Regions from separate parts of the Canis lupus genome. Here all the other regions are linked to region 3. The links are chromatin contacts, called in public Hi-C maps. All regions are on one chromosome and are shown on one strand. The core of a region is the stretch at or near the end of the contact, and the rest is flanking DNA. Distances in the headings are between cores, read along the strand shown. Region 1 holds the start of KATNAL1 (katanin p60 ATPase-containing subunit A-like 1). Region 2 overlaps KATNAL1 (katanin p60 ATPase-containing subunit A-like 1). Region 3 holds the start of HMGB1 (high mobility group box 1).

Region 1 (3,415 bases), core at 888-3,387, 160 kb before region 3:
CATGAGAGACACAGAAAGAGGCAGAGACACAGGCAGAGGGAGAGGCAGGCTCCATGCAGGGAGCCCGATGTGGGACTCGATCACTGGACTCCAGGATCACGCCCTGAGCCAAAGGCAGACGCTCAACCACTGAGGCACCCAGGTGTCCCCAATATAATAGGTTCTTAACAAATCTTGAATAAACAAATAAAATGCTTCCAACCCCTAATAAGGCCTCAATTTTTTTATAATGGTCTTACAAAATTTACTTTCCATATCCTTGTAAAAAATTGGTACTTTAAGTAAAATTTACAAGCCAGTCTTATTTTGAGAAAAAGGGAATTTTGTAGGGGCGCTGTGTTATTTTCTTGTTTAAAACACAGTCTGGGGAGCTGGGTGACTCAGTCAGTTAAGCATCTGCCTTTGGCTCAAGTCATGCTCCCAGGGTCCTGGGATCAGTCCTGCATCAGACTCCCTGCTGCTCAGTGGAAAGTTTGTTTCCTCCTCTGCCCTTGCCCCTTCCCACTTGTTCTCTCTCAAAACTAATTTTTTTTTTTTTAAGTTTAAAAATAAATAAATAAATAAAACACAGTTGGTCAAGTGTCTGCCTTTGGCTCAGGTCATGATCTCAGGGTCTTGGGAATCAAGAAGCTCTGCTAAGCTGGGAGCCTCCTTCTCCCTGTCCCTCAGCTGCTCCCTCTGCTTGTGCTAATAAATTCTTTTTTAAAAAAATGATGTAAAACACACAAAATAAGACCACTCTACTATCAATTTTTTCCACATACTCTATAAAATACCAAATTTCTAGGATCGTTATCTACCTGTTGAAAAAATTTTAAAAGATAATCAAGGCAGGTTTTTTAAATCTGGTGGGCTTCCTTACCACCAAGGCCTGAGCCAACTCTAAGGACTAAGGTGTATTGCAGAGTTTTTTGTTTTTTGTTTTTTTTTAAGTAGAACACGGCATTTTTCATTCTGAAAACATGCTACCGAGAAATTCTAAAGAACATTAAAATAATCAAAGAAAATAATTACTACTACTCACTGCTTTAAAAAAAAAAAAAAAAAAAGACCAGTCTGTGCTTTAAAAATCACTAGTAATTTAAAGCTAAATTAATCTTCAAATATGTGTAGGTAATGTTCAAGCTAGTATTAAGTAGGGGTGAGGGGGGCTCATTTTACAATATTGACCCTCAATAAATAAAACGCAAAAGGCAGAACGGTTTTTTTTTAAGGTATTACTATATAATAGCATGGTCTCTACTTCTACACTTGACCTTTAAATATTAATGCCCTCTGAGTAATTATTAATGGCTTTAATATGCAAACACCTCCGAGCTACTTCAGAATAAACATGATTAAATATCTAAAAATAAACGTATTAGGGAAAGGAGAAAGGCCTGTTAAAAAAAACCGTTTCTCGGTCTCCCATCAAATGTGTGCCATACATACGGTTCGGCACCGAGCGGCAGCAGCAACCTGGGAGGGTCAGAGGCGCCGCAGGCCCGAGGCCCTGCAGCTGGGGCGGCTGCTCATCACCGAGACTACCGGGGGCGGTGGCCCAGCCCAGTCGGGGTGGGGCTGAGCGCTGTTAACCGGGGCGGGCCAAACGGCAGGACGGGAAGCCCAAGTCTCACCTCCACTTCCCTTTCCCAGCGCAGAGCGCAGTTCGGCGACCACCCAAGAGCCCCAGCACCACAAAGACACAGATTTTCTCTGGCCCGGTAGGCTCAAAGTTTATCGGTCTTTCCCAGCAGCCAGGGCCGCCGGGCTTTGTAGTTCGCCGGTCCAGGCCACGCCGCCACGGCCGCAAGCCTGCGGGGCCGCTAAACTACGATCCCCATAATGCCCCGCGAGCCTCGAGCTCCCACTGTTCTCCACCTCCCCTGCCGGCGCCCCGACCGCCGCGCCGCCGCACCGCCTAGGCGGCGGGACACTGGGTGGGGCTGTCAGCCTGGATACCCCCCCACCTGCTCTCCTGCTTGCGCCCCTCTCCCTCGGATTCATTACCTAGGTGCCGCAGCTCGGCCGCCGGTTGGTGATGCGGCCCGGTTGGGGGAAGGGCACAGGCCTCTGCGGCCGCCGAGTCCGTTAGTTCCCGACGTGCGTGAAGAGGCGGCGGCGGCGGCGTACGGTTGCCATGGCAGCCGCGAGGCGAGCGGTGGGGGGAGCACAGAGGCTCACAGTCAACTCGGGGGAGGAGCCTGAGAACCCCGCCCGGGTGCGGGGGAAGGGCGGCGCAAGGGTGAGGCGGAGAGGGGCGGGCGGTGACCTGGAGGAGGACGCGCGGCTGATCGAGCTCGGGGACTGCCCGACGAGCCCTGCCGCGGCCGCGGCCAATCCCTCGGCCGGACGCTGGTCCGCTGCGGTCGGCGGAGCGCCTCGGTGCCGCTCTATTCTGAGACGGTAGCTGTGGCGCCGGAGGAGGCAGCGCCGGGCGTCTCGCCGCCGGGCTCCGTAAAGGTCGTCGGGCCCGGGCCGGCCCGTCCCCCTTTGGCCTTTCCACCAGCAAAATCCCATTTGCAGTGTTGCACACCCTCTGCCGCTTTCGGAGGAGCAGGGTGGAGAGGAGTCCCTTAGTAAGGTGTAGAGCGTACGGCCTTTCGGATTGTTGAGGTCTGAGAACGCCTAAGAGGCGCCGATTTGGGCTGAACGTTTGAGGCGTATGCTATTCCTGAGGTGATGGTTTGTGGACTCTGCAGCAGCCTTCTCAGAGGTGCGGGGCCGGGGCCGTAGAAACCGTAGAAACCGCAGAACCGCTTCTCGGTTCCCGCCCTGCCCCTACCCGGGGCAGCGGATCCCCGGGGGCAGTTCACTCCCGGATGCGGAACGCCTTACTCTGCAAAATGGAGACGATGTCTAGTGCCCAGTGCCTTGGAGAAATCAGGGCGTCGATACCGATGGACCACTGTGAAACAAAGACTGGCATTTAACAATGTTTAAATCTTATTTAACCCTTCGTGGTAAGAGTCAGAAGAGGGGTGGCCGGAGGGGAGGCTGGGGTGCGGCTGAAGACGGAATTCTCTAGTGATGGAGAAGCTCTGTCTCTTCCTTAGGCTTCGGGTTACAGAGGCATATGCCTTTGTCAAAACTCATGGAATAGTACCCGTAAAATCTGCACATTTCACTGTAGGTGAATGTACCTCAAAAAAAAAAAAAAAAACATAAAAATAATTCAAGATCAGTCTTAGCAACTTACAAATATACAATACAGTGTTGTTAACTTTGGTCACCAGGCTGTACCTTACATCCCCAGGACTGACTTATTTTACAATAGGAAATTTGTACCCTTCGACCACCCTCCTCACCCACTACTCCCAATCCCCACATCTGGCAACCACCAGTCTGTTCTCTGCATCTGTAACATCGTTATTAGAGCTGTAGACTCTAATAGAAACCACGGAGATGGTCTCTGTCCAATCTCCAGACTTTGCAG
Region 2 (3,580 bases), core at 506-3,005, 220 kb before region 3:
AAAGACAGATGCTTAACCATCTGAGCCACCCAGGTGCCTAATTTCTGATTTTTAAAATATATACTAAAATATACTCAGCTCAACCAGCTCATTAGAAATCCTGAAATATCAAACCATACATATTACTTCCAAAGTGTCTTCCACCCTCACTGGATAAGCTGCCCTTATCTCAGAGAGGAAGAAACACTGAAGACACATCAACCCTCCAAAAAAGCCACCACCTTATACCTTACTCATGTGTCAAGAACTGTTCAACTACAACTCCATTAGTCCTTTTAAAAACAGATCCCAGGACACCTGGGTGGCTTAGCAGTTGAGCGTCTGCCTTTGGCTCAGGGCATGATCCTGGAGTCCCAGGATCGAGTCCCACATTAGGCTCCCTGCATGGAGCCTGCTTCTCCCTCTGCCTGTGTCTCTGCCTCTGTGTGTGTGTGTGTGTGTGTGTGTCTCATGAATAAATAAATAAAATCTTAAAAAAAAAAACAAAAAACAGATCCCTAGGTAAATGGATATAAAAGGGATATCATTCGCCTACAGAAACAGTACTTTGAAATCTGAATATATCATCACTCACCATTTCAAACAACAGACGGACTAACTTCTCAGATTCACCTCTATATTTAGATGTCAGTGTAGAAGATGAAACATTGAAGAATGTTGTGCCACATTCAGTGGCAACAGCTTTAGCTAGCATAGTCTTACCAGTGCCCGGGGGTCCAACCATCAGTACACCCTGAAATTTCAAAATCTGTATTAAATGTTTTATCAAATTAAAATGTATTCTTATAAAATATCATCAGCTATTGATGTACATTAAAAATTTCCCCATGAAAAAAGAAACTCAACTGTCACCATGTCACTCATGGTGCATTTGACATGAGTATCATTTCACAGATTAAAAAAAAATGCAGACTGATTTCACAAAATACCTCAAATGAGAGGTACTCAGGGATGGGCTAACAAAAGGCCCAGACAGTAAGAAATCTTCTGATATATTTAAAAAGAACCTACCCAATTTTCTACCTGGAAGAAGGTAAGTATGTATAGTCTTGAGCATGGCTTAAGAGTGACTGCTCTGTTTAAACATAATGAAATTAAGACATTTCCTACCACATCTAGTAGAATTATACATTCCTTGCCCTTCAAAGAGACAAAACCTGTCTTCCACAAAACATAATACACAGTTTTTAAACAAAGTAGAGATCACTTATTAGTTAAGAAGGTAACTAAAATCCAGTGGCAATTCAAGAATAATCAATTTAGCTAGCATTTTATCAGATTAATGTGCTAGACAATTAATAGTTCATATAAAACAGTGTTAGTAATGAAAGAGTCACTAAATATAGACTAAAAACTAAATTTTACTTACCATCTTTGAAAACAAACAAAAATGCTTCTGTAAAAATAAATCAACTAGAAGTAAAAATTATTCAATAACACCAATCCTCTACTATTGAAGAATACTGGATTTTCTTCTCACACTTTCAATGGGAGTTCAGATACCCAGTGAACATCACATTTCTTTTGTATAATAGTTGGTAATCTTAAGAAGAATTCTGTCCTATTTATTTAATATGTTTCTGGAGATTTAAATTTTGAAAATTATGCACATATAAAGTTTCACAAATTCAGAAACTGTCCAAACCCTTTTCTAGTGTGAAAATTAATGGAAGACTCCTTTAAAATAGAGCTACGAAGCCAGAAGGGGGAGCTCTCATGCTCTACAACTCTTAGTCAATTGCAGACCCAACTGGAAGAGACCTATCTTGCAAGTCTATGCTGTGTTAGCTACTATCGCCACCCCCTACCCTCCCCCTGGCAACAGCCTAGTCAATGAAAGAGTGTCATAACCCAGCCAATGAAAAACCATTACACTGTAACCTCACACTTTACTCAAATAGGCTTTTACTAACAACCTCCCAATTTTCCCTTTTCTCTATAAAAAAGAGTTTTCCTCTCCTCTGTTCTCCAGACTTGGCTATCGCTATAGCTTGTTTGTCCCAAATTGTAATTCTCTGCTATTCTCAAATAAGCCCATTTTTTGCTGATAAAATAACTGACAGCTTTTTTTTTTTAAGATTTTATTTATTCATGAGACACAGAGAGAGAGAGAGGCAGAGACATAGGCAGAGGGAGAAGCAGGCTCCATACGGGAAGCCCAATGTGGGACTAGATCCTGAGCCAAAGGCAGACGCTCAACCGCTAAGCCACCCAGGCGTCCAGCGTCCCGTTTTGTTTTGTTTTAAGATTTTTTATTTATTCATGAGAGACACACACATAGAGAGGCAGAGACATAGGCAGAGGGAGAAGGAGGCTCCATGCAGGGAGCGTGATGACAGCTTTATTTTTAAGGTTTACACTACCTATAGAATTCTGACACCCAGAAAGAAGATTTGAAACACTACTTTAGTAACTGTTTTTTTGCTCTGCAAGGAGCTTATAACTGAGATGGATTTTGAAAACTAAAAACAACTAATAGTATAAGCACAGCTATAGCAAAATTCATTATTTCTCTAATGTCCCCTTTGAATGCCCTCTCTGTTCCTGTAATGTCTTTCATGTGGGCACCTCCAATAGGAGTTAATTTCCAACATCAGTCTCTGTACATAGATAGAATCACACAGTACAATATTTATAAATTTCAGCTCCTCATGAATTATTCTTTCAATTATCTCCTCTATTTCCTATATCTCCTTCTCTATTGGCTCTTTCCCCCAGTATATAAACATACTTAAATCTGTCCTGTTTAAAAAAAAAAAAAAAAAAATCCTTTGCTCAACCCTACGAATCCCCTTTATACTATCCACTTTTTACCTTCTCAGCCAACCTTCTTTAAAAATTTCATGCTTACTAGTTTTTCTTTTTGAGCTACAATCTGAGTTCTGCCTCCACTAATTCATTAAAACTACCTAATTTACTAATCCAGTGGTCACTTTTCATCCCATATCTTCTTTCCTTCTCCCTGACCTCTGCTGGTGCTGTTACCTGATGTTCATTCCCTTCTTCCTGAAGTGCTTCCTCCCTATGTTAGTTCTATGACACTGTTCTTCCCTGATGCTCCTCCTACTCATGACTCTCTTCACTGCCTTTCAGGTTTCCTCCTCCCCTGCCCTTTATATTCTTGAAGCAATTCCAAACCGTTTGCTCTTTTTCCTTTATAGACTTCCTTAAACAATCTCATCCACACCCATATTATCACAATTTTAATTTAAATTCAAACTCTGTTCTAAGCTCCAGACCTGTTTCCAATTACTTACTATTTACCTAAACATATTTTGTTTCTATTTAAATCTGCCCCTCTTCCCAATTTTCAGTACCAATTCATAGTGTATGCACCTTATATAATAAAGAATTTGACTGGTCTTTTTCCCCAGTTCCTGGGAAGAAAACTATAAATCCTCAGAATTTCCAAGTGACAGGAGTGCTTTTGTTGTTCATTTGAATCCCGAAATTTTATGTTGAGGTGACTCATGGTGGGCCCCTATACAGTTTATGCTAATGAGGATGGTGGCTAGCCTTGCCAGAAAAGTCAACCATGGCATTAAAGAATTGGGGCTTTGAGCCATAGGATATCAACAAG
Region 3 (3,278 bases), core at 59-2,558:
CCGCGCACGGAATGGCCGCTGCGCGTCTTCCCCGCCTGCGCCGCCGCCGCCGCCGCGAGGGCGAGCGCGAGCGAGAATATGGCTCCTTCCCTTTGTGTGTGTGTGTGTGTGTGTGTGTGTGTGTGTGTGTGTGTGTGTGTGTGTGTGTGTGTGTGTGAGCGAGTGTGTGAGTGTGAGCGCAGGCGGGCGGGGTGCGCGCCGCGCTCTGGCGCACACACTCGGCCATTACAGCCGGGGGGGGGGGGGCGGGGGGCGCGCGGGCCCGGACCCTCCCCCTCCCGGCCCGCGGGGGAGGGGGCCGCCCCGGGAGGCGCCCACCGGCCCGCCGCTCCCCGGCCCCCTCGGCGTGGGCCCGCGCGCCCCGGCCGCCCCCGCACGGAGAACGCGGGGCTGGTTAGAGAGGAAAAAAAAGTTGCCTCGGAACTGCTGCGCCCAGGTCCCCCGCCCGCTCCCGCCCGCCTTGTTTTCTCTCCAGCCAGCAGCGCCGGGCCGAGTCAGCCATGTTCCAGCGAGCGCAGCGGCGCCGCTCCCCCCGCCGCCGAGCCGCCGCCGCCGCCGCCGCCGCCGCCACCGCCGCCGCCGCGCCCGGGCACAGGCCGGCGGGCTCGGCCCCGCGCCGCCGCCCCCGGCCCACCGCGCCGCCTCGCCCGCAGCGCCCGCCCGCCCGCCCGCGCTCGCCGCCGGCGCCCGGCTCTCTGCGGCGGCCAATGCAGCCCGTGGAAGCGCCGCCGCCTGCCCGCCTGTCCGCCCGCCCGCCTGCCCTCCCGCCGCCGGCCCCGCCGCCCGCCGCCCCCCGCGCACGCCGGCCGCTCGAACACTCGGCCCGGGGGCCCAAAACACGTTGAAAAAATTTTTTTTAATTAAAAAAAATTTTTTTTGCGCCAGTCAGCGCGGACGCCGCCGGGGGTGGAAACTCGCGGGGCTCGGGGTTCGCAGCGCCTCAGGCAGCCTGTGGGCCGGGGTTCCGGCGCGGGGCAGGGCTCCCGGCGCCCGAGAAGAGGCTCGCTCCGTGCGCAGTTCCCCCCACGGTCCCCCCTCATTTGCCTTTGTGTGGATCCTGACCCGCCGGCTCCCGGCCGCGGGGATCCGGCCACCGCGCGGGGTGGGGAGCTGCCGGAGGCGCTCTCCCCGCCGCGGCGCTGCCCCAGACTCACCCTCAGCGAGGCACAGAGTCGCCCAGTGCCCGTCTGGCTCTCACTTGCCCCGGCGCTGTCTCTATGGAGCTCAATGTACTGCAATGGCTGTGAGAGCGGGAGCCAGACGCAGCCTCCTCACTCTCTCCGCTCTGTAACATTACTCTCCAGCCAGCGCGGCTCCTATTGGCTACCGCCAACTCACGGGGCTCGCTCATTGGCCCGATACCTCCCATTGTCCTGACCAGAGCCCGTTTGCTATTGGCTGTCTCCGGGGACACGTCATCAAGGATTGAAACAGCGCGCAAATCTGAATGTGTGTGTATGCCGGGCAAAGAGGCTGAGGCGGGAGAGGCAGAGGCAGAGGCAGCAGCTGCTACGGGAAAGCAGAGCTCTATGGTGTATGTGTGCATGTGTCTAACCCAAGCCAGCCCCACACCGGAGCGGCCGCCGGAGCGAAAAGTGCCTGACTTTTCCACAAGTGTCCCCAACTCCTCAGGCAAAAGAGACACTCACAGGCCTCCCCCCCCCTTCTTACCCCAAACTCACTTCCAAAGCCATTGAAATAAGAGGCCCCAGAATTTTAACAGACCTTCAAAAGTGAGTGCGACAGTTTGAGATCACGTCCCCTGAAAATTGGGGTATCGGCTAGTGCAGAGGGGCAAAGGCAGCCAAGATTCGAGCCCCTCAACAGCATATGGTTGCATTACACTTGAGATCTCTGGAAAGGTAGGGCTTTTCCTGCAGCAAAGTGACATGATCCAGTCAGCCGGTTTTAAAATACCCCATTTCTGGGCTCATAAGCCGTAACGTCAAGCTTGCTGAGCAGCTGAAATCTTGACTCACTGAACAGGCATTCAGTTTCACTCTTTTTCTTGGTTTGATCGAGTTTCACAGCATGTCTAGAACTTTTTATTTAAATACAAAGCACTGTCTTAACTTCCTGGAAATCAAATAATTATCCCATGTAATTAAAGCACAGCTACTTCGTTTTGATATGGGGTACTCTAGCAGGAAATGTTTGTGAGGGCCTGCTAGAATTAGCAAATTCATTAGAGACCACATTTTTGCCTGTTTGGCTATTTTATTTGACTTGGTGTGGATTACTGTTATAATCAAACGAATCCTTGTGATGCTATCTTTCTCTCCCATCACACCACTTAGTGCATCCATGTAACTGCTCTAGGATTACAGCAGTTGTACGTATATTGTTACCCGGAGGATTAGATGCAGGCAGAGAGTGCATATGCCCAAATCCACAGGCTGTGGTTTCTCTAACTCGCCAAGCTGGCTGGTATTAATAGACATACTTACTATGTCTGTAAAGAAAATGTACTAGCTATAATGGTCAGTTCTGAAGACTATAGTTCTATTGGTCTTTTATGAAACGATTATCTATTCCTCCTTAGCCTAAGCAGACCACACCCCTGTTCAGTTATAACAGACTTCCCCTTTTTCACTCTCTAATGGTGTGTTTATAATACTTCTAAATCCACCAGCCAATTCCTCCCAATGTAATAGATCAAAGTTAAAAACAAATCATTTTATTATGTTAATTCATTTCTTGTATCTACTCAAAGCATCCATAACCTAATGTATTTGCTCCCATTTATTAAACTGTTTGAGAATAGGCTTAGATAACCTTTCGTGACCTATGGTTTTAATGCTTACTCCTTTTTTTTTAAAAAAATACATGACTGGTCTCAGGGATTATAGTCTCACTGAGTGGACAATACATGGCACATGCATATGAAAATGAGTATAATATTAAAGGATATATAAACTAGTATAACGTATGAGCGCTATTTAAAAAGTAAACATCTCAAGGTAGCTTTTATATTATTATCTTCACATGTATTTACTCTTGTCTACTTTCCCTATGTTTTGCGCTCTATTCAAATCTAGACATTTACTTCAATTCTGCTTCACATTCTCAGGGCCTATATTACAAAATATTCATAAAAATTGTTGACGTTTTAAATGGCATCCATGATACTAAAATTTGACTATTATTTGAAGACGTTACCACCAATATTTTGCAGGAGCAATGTTGGATTTGCTTTGTCCCAACCACACACTTTTACCAGTTTTCTCTAATAGCTTGCTTCCCAGGCTAAGTTCACGATCACAGAACCACAGGAAAGC

What was found. A called contact is a pair of places that touch in the nucleus more often than the background predicts.
Region 1: a contact with region 3 is called in a Hi-C map of blood, with 6 times the contacts expected there. The contact joins the promoter of KATNAL1 here to the promoter of HMGB1 in region 3. A contact is called at or near these places in 3 of 9 Hi-C or Micro-C datasets (amygdala and blood).
Region 2: a Hi-C map of blood shows a contact between it and region 3, with 1.8 times the contacts expected there. The contact joins the enhancer-like site here to the promoter of HMGB1 in region 3. A contact is called at or near these places in 2 of 9 Hi-C or Micro-C datasets (amygdala and blood).

What each region holds. Positions count from the first base shown.
Region 1 is chr25:9,766,058-9,769,472 of UU_Cfam_GSD_1.0, reverse strand. It overlaps KATNAL1 (katanin p60 ATPase-containing subunit A-like 1), which reads right to left and starts at 2,137. Exons shown (of 12, transcript XM_038573356.1): 1 at 1,990-2,137. LOC102155683 (a long non-coding RNA gene) reads left to right here and starts at 2,248. Exons shown (of 3, transcript XR_005378406.1): 1 at 2,248-2,942.
Region 2 is chr25:9,822,591-9,826,170 of UU_Cfam_GSD_1.0, reverse strand. KATNAL1 (katanin p60 ATPase-containing subunit A-like 1) reads right to left here. Exons shown (of 12, transcript XM_038573356.1): 7 at 575-733. Among named protein-coding and RNA genes, the nearest start is that of MIR8825, 27 kb to the left of the region's middle. Within about 2 kb of position 1,755, at least 2 of the 20 cell types and tissues checked have an H3K27ac peak or open chromatin away from gene starts, as enhancers often do. A contact at or near this core is called in blood, where this site is marked.
Region 3 is chr25:9,606,287-9,609,564 of UU_Cfam_GSD_1.0, reverse strand. HMGB1 (high mobility group box 1) reads right to left here and starts at 1,308. Exons shown (of 5, transcript NM_001002937.2): 1 at 1,155-1,308.